Regions from separate parts of the Sus scrofa genome. Here region 2 is linked to region 1. Evidence: chromatin contacts called from public HiChIP or PLAC-seq data. All regions are on one chromosome and are shown on one strand. Each heading gives the region's core, a stretch centred on a gene start, on an enhancer-like site or on the middle of the called end of the contact. The rest is flanking DNA. Distances are from core to core; before and after follow the strand shown.

Region 1 (2,797 bases), core at 199-2,698:
CGTGGTTGCCAAGATTGGGGAAGGGGGAGAGGATTGCGAGTTTGGGATTAGCAGAAGCAAACTATTATATATAGGATAGATAAACAACAGGGTCCTCCTACTGTATAGCGCAGGGAACTATATTCTGTTTATCCTGTGATAAACCATAATGGAAAAGAATATGATCAAGAATATATATGCATAATCAAATCTCTTTACTGTGCAGCAGAAGTTAACACCTTGTAAATTAGCTACAATTTAAAAATTTTAAAAAGAATACTGCAAATAGGTAGCTAAACGAATACCAATCATGGTTTCAAATTTCTGCAACAGCCTCTTTGACATTATAGTGACCAAGAGCCTGGGCTCTGAGCCATTTAGTAATGGTGTAACCTTGGGCAAATTATAAAACCTCTCTGTGCCTCAATTTCCCCATCTGTAAAATGCAGATAATGATAGTACTTCAGAGGATTGTTGGGAGGATTAAGTGGGTTACTACGTATAAAGCACTCTATATGTTAGGTATTATTACTAATATTTGGGAGTAGGAACACCCAGACCCACTTATGCTAGACCCCCTCAAGTCCCCTACAGTCTCTCCCACGCCCCTTCCCCATAAATGCAGCTCCTAAGGGGTACATGGGCTTGGTGCAACCTCTGAATCCTGCGGCATAGCCCGTCAATTCTACCGGTCAATAAGACACCCGCTTGCTCTTCTATCATCAACGCTGGACAAAAAGGCTAAAAGCCAAAACAAGTAAACTGGCCCCCACATAACTGATCCAAACAGCTTGGGGCCTGGCAGTACCAGTGGAAGAGCTTGAAAAGAAAAACAACCAAAAACAACGCACAGGCTTGTCTTTGTCATGGCTGACCCAGCTCACAGCCAGGCACGGAAACAGAGCGGCTTTATGAGAAAATGCCTTTCTTTCCACGCAGTAATTGAATCCAGTTGTGGACTGAGGTTGCACATTAGTAGGGTTTAAGAAAGGTTTGCCTCTTAGATACATCAGCTCCAGCTGAACAATCATTTATTTCTGTTAAATTCTTGTCAAGCAGGGTATTGCAGCATCCACGGACAATATAATCCTCTGGAATCTGGCTCTCACACTCATCCTACAGATAGGCCAGGAATCTTTTAGGCTCTTCAAAAACTAAATCTCTTGGGTAGAATCCAAGACAGCCCCTCTGGATAATGAATTTGGCTTTGTAGCAATAGTGTTTGGGGCAGTTTTAGGGCAGCTGAGTGCTCAGATCTCTTTAGATCAACTTCAACATAATTCCTCTTCAAGGGGGCTCTCCTTGTCTGTTTCCTGTCTTTCTCCCAGAAAAGGGAAGAGCTTGCTTGTGATCAGGGCAGGAGGGATCAGGGTCAGATTTGGTTGCATCTTGTCCTGTGACTATTGCTGCCTGCTGACAGCATGCTTCACTCAGTAAATGAAATGAAACAGTCCCTGTTCTAACAACTGCCACCCGCGTCAGGACAGTGAGTCTTACACCACCCTGCTGGAGGCCTGCCCTGGAGCCCTCAAGGGCACAGATTCAAAGGTCTCAGCCAGAAACTCTTCAGTAGTGCATGCTTTAAAAACATTTTTTTTTTAATTACTTTGGTAGTTTTGTAACGAAGCAATGGGAAGTAGGGTGGCATATGGGTTAAATTTAAAAGAGTAAAGTTTCTTTTCTAGACCTAAAAACAAAAGAGTTTACCGGACATCCACTATGTGCACTGAACTCTGTCTGTGCCACAGTCTTTCCTGTCTTTGGGTTCTTTATATGAGCTTCTTCCAGCTTCTCCCCAGAAAGGCTTTTCCACCATATCTGTCAGTTTGCTGGGCAGGGAATAAATGGCTCATTCAAATAGAGGGGTGTTGGAGTTCCCGTCATGGCTCAGTGGTTAATGAATCCGACTAGGAACCAGGAGGTTGTGGGGTTGATCCCTGGCCTTGCTCAGTGGGTTAAGGATCCGGTGTTGCTGTGAGCTGTGGTGCAGGTCACAGACAAGGCTGGGATCTGGTGCTGCTGTGACTGTGGTGTAGGCCAGCAGCTGTAGCTCCAATTAGACCCCTAGCCTGGGAACGTCCATATGCCACGGGAGTGGCCCTAGAAAAGGCAAAAAGACAAAAAAAAAAAACCAAAAAACAGAAAAAACAGAGGGGAGTTGACTAAAGGGACAGCCATCTCTCCCTGGTTGCTGGGGCCTCTCTGTTCCTGCAGTTTGGAGGAACTGTGGGATGGTCTAAGTCAGAGGCTAAGATGCATAGCAGTTACAAGTGGAAGGCCTGTCTCTAGGCCTCCCAGAGCTCTCTTTTTGCCACCTGCCACCCAGCTCAATCACAGGCCCCCATGTCACTTGGCCTGTGTGGATGAGCACAAAGTGTAAGCTCCCAGGTGAGGTTTCCCCTAGAAACCCCTGGCAACCCCACTGGCTCCATTGTCACAGCTGAAAAGGTAGAAGGTGGATGAGAAAGATATCAGTACTATGAAATCTTTGATTTTCTAAAATTGAGTGGAAAAAAGAGAAAATGAAAACAAAGGAAAATTATTTCTGTGAAGTGAAGTCCTGTTTGGTTTGAGCCCAAAGTTTCTGAACTAAGTCACCGAACACCTAGCTATGCTGGCCCCAGGCTGGCCACAGAACACTAAGATGCCTGAGATCCAGCCCCTGGTCTGTTTCAGGACCCCGGACTGTGGCCAGATGCCCTTGCCACCACTTCAGAGCCCCCTCCCCCTGTATTAGTTTTGTAGGCTACATAACAAATAACCACAAATGTGGTAGCTTAATACAACAGTTCTGTATTCTTTCATAGTTCTGGAGGTC
Region 2 (2,865 bases), core at 195-2,694, 580 kb after region 1:
GAATGTTTGAATGGACTAAGGAGAGAATAGCAGAATGACTGCTGGGGGTTAGGCAGGGGTAAGTCGGGAAGGGCTTTTATGAACATGAAAGAGGCTGAGGCCTGTCCTGAGATCTACCAGGAGCCATTAGGGATTTCAAGCAAGGGAGTGAGAGGACATGAATTATATTTTATAAATTTCAGGAGTTCCTGTTGTGGCTCAGTGGTTAATGAATCCGACTAGGAACGATGAGGTTGCAGGTTTGATCCCTGACCTCGCTCAGTGGGTTAAGGATCCGGTGTTGCCATGAGCTGGGGTATAGGTCGTAGACTTGGCTCGGATCCCACGTTGCTGTGGCTGTGGTGTAGGCCGGCAGCTACAGCTCTGGTTCAACCCCTGGCCTGGGAACTTCCATATACCATGAGCGTGGTCCTAAAAAGACAAAATAAATAAATAAAATAAAATAAAAATAAAACTAGACAGTAGTGAAGTTTATACAACCTTATTAATGCACTAAACCCCACTGTGAATTGTTCACTTTAAATGGGTGAATTCTATGGCATGTTAAATTACATTTCAATAAATCTCTTATCCTAAAAGAATGTGGAGGCAAAGAAAAAGATTGAAACAGTCTAGGCAGGAAGAACCAGAGCAGAGATGTTGGGATCAAACAGAGTAAAATATGGGTACAGGGAATGCGAATTCAGTGGAGCCACCTAAGCTGGGCCTGAGATTTGTGACTCAGGAAGCCGTGGAGGGTTTTGCCATTTTATCAAGATCCATAATTCAGTAACTTAGAGATGATGAGTTCGTTTTTGTCATTTTAAGTTTGCAGTGCTTGTGGGGAAGCCAAGCTGAGTTTGGATGGAGCTCATGAAAGAGTGTGGCTAAGAGATCTGTGGGACTGTGGGATTCATGGGCTTGTGTGGGGTGACTGGAGAGTGTGGAAGGGAGACGTGAAGGGCGTGGCCAAACTGATCGGAAAAAGTGGGGCACATGGTGGTTCTGGGGGCAGGAGTAGTCAGTAGGGTCAGTAGTGCGAAGGCAGTCCCATTAAAGATGGAAAGGTTTTCACTGGATTTAAGATAGAGAAGTTTCAGTGGGGTGGCAGGTGCAAAAGACTGATCATGACCAGCTGATTAAGTGGAAATGTAGGCAACTTTGTCCAAGAGCCTGGCTGTGAAAGGAGGTAAAAGGGAGCCAAAGGGGAACTTGGGGCTGGGGAGGGCACATCGGCTCACTGTAGAGATAAGAGGCGGTATGTGAGCAGGGCCTAGGAGGAAAGGTGGGACTTGGGCGCAAGACAAAGATTGGAAGAGGTATTGATTACAGATAAATTGCCACTGATTGATGTGAAGTAACAGCCACCCCTCCGCATGCTGGACAGGGAACGAAGTGCCCCACATACATCATCTCCTTTATTTCCTGTCCAGCCCTTTGAGGAGGGGACCAGCACTACTTCCACTTAGGGATGATAATGCTGAGGATCAGAGAGACTGCCTCACTGTAGGTGCCTGTGTTTATGTCCAGGCCGGGAGTCAGCCACAGGAAGAATCCTGTCATCACACAGCTGGAAGGAAATTCAGACAGCTGGTAGAATGCCACTTTTTAAAGTAGTTACGGTGCGATGATCATTCCCCCTTTTATTAATACCTAACTGTGAATATCCCTGTCCAACATTTAGCGAACATGGCTCAAGTATCAACGTCGCCCTCTAATGGACAACTGTTGTATTACAGACTTCTGGTTTCCTTTGATTTACTAAAAAAAATTCTGGAATTCCCAAGGTGGCTCAGTGCTCATGAACCCAACTAGTATCCCATGAGAACTCGATTCTATCTCTGGCCTCACTCAGTAGGTTAAGGATTTGGTGTTGCTGTGAACTGTGATGTAGGTCACAGATGCAGCTTGGATCTGGCTGTGATCTAGGCTAGCAGATGCAGCTCCCATTCAACCCCTAGCCTAGGAACCTCCATGTGCCTCGGTTGCAGGCCTAAAAAGACACACACACACACACAAAATTGAGTGCCTCCTGTGCCCCAGGCACCATCCTAGATGCTGGTGGGGTGATACTAACAAGACAGACATGGTCCCTGAGTTCCTGGAGCCAGACTTGACACGGGAAAAAGCTGGGCGTGTCTGGGGACTTGAGAAGACAGGGAGAGTGGCCTGGACCAGGCTGGAGGGAGCACGGCTCAGCAGGAGGAGGGGCCACATTAAACAGGGCCTTGACATCCAAGATGAAGGGTTTTCCCTTTAAGTGTAGTACGTCTTTGTTGGAGAATGAAGTGATTTTATATCTTAAAGTCACAGCGGCTGCTCTGCGTGTGGAGGATGGATTACTGGGAGGGAAGCAAAAGTGTAAGCAGGGAGTGCGCCCAGTTAGGAGATCAGTGTGTCCAGGTTAGAGATGATGGAGGCCCAGACTACGGGGCTACGATAGATGAAGTCCTGGTACATTTAAAATCAACACTGTACTCCAAAACAACTCTAGCGAGTTCCCCCCTAAAGGTGGGGCAGTCAGGCCATTTACAACATTTTGGGGGCACATATGTTAGTGTTTCATGTAATTTACAGAAGAAAATGTAGCCTTTGCTAACTCATCCCACGTCTGGTCTGTGGTTACACAGCAGTGAGTTAGGAGTCAGGAATTTCATTTGGGATGGAAGGCTCACCACAACCTGGCTTCTTTTAGGTTGTCTCTGGTTTTTTTCAACCATGTGTGGTACACATATGGCAGCACATGCTGAGTCACAGGCGAGACACCTGCAGACCAGAGAGGCCTCCAGTGTGTCCTGTGCTTCGGGGAGCCAGCGCCGGCTCCATGCTGTGACATAGTGGTACAGGAGCCAGTACAGGCCACGCCCCATAGGCAGCTGGGCTCCC

The links. HiChIP or PLAC-seq counts read pairs in DNA pulled down with a chosen protein or histone mark.
Region 2: an H3K27ac HiChIP or PLAC-seq map of alveolar macrophages shows a contact between it and region 1. The contact joins two enhancer-like sites. A contact is called at or near these places in 3 of 47 Hi-C or Micro-C datasets (mesenteric adipose tissue, retroperitoneal adipose tissue and subcutaneous adipose tissue) and 2 of 2 datasets of contacts at active chromatin or transcription factors (alveolar macrophages and skeletal muscle).

Annotation. Positions count from the first base shown.
Region 1 is chr1:76,533,798-76,536,594 of Sscrofa11.1, forward strand. The region is part of intron 1 of LOC110260565 (a long non-coding RNA gene); the gene reads left to right. Among named protein-coding and RNA genes, the nearest start is that of SLC22A16, 67 kb to the left of the region's middle. Within about 2 kb of position 1,449, at least 17 of the 83 cell types and tissues checked have an H3K27ac peak or open chromatin away from gene starts, as enhancers often do. A contact at or near this core is called in alveolar macrophages, where this site is marked.
Region 2 is chr1:77,117,622-77,120,486 of Sscrofa11.1, forward strand. The region is part of intron 4 of SLC16A10 (monocarboxylate transporter 10); the gene reads left to right. Among named protein-coding and RNA genes, the nearest start is that of MFSD4B, 40 kb to the right of the region's middle. Within about 2 kb of position 1,445, at least 6 of the 83 cell types and tissues checked have an H3K27ac peak or open chromatin away from gene starts, as enhancers often do. A contact at or near this core is called in alveolar macrophages, where this site is marked.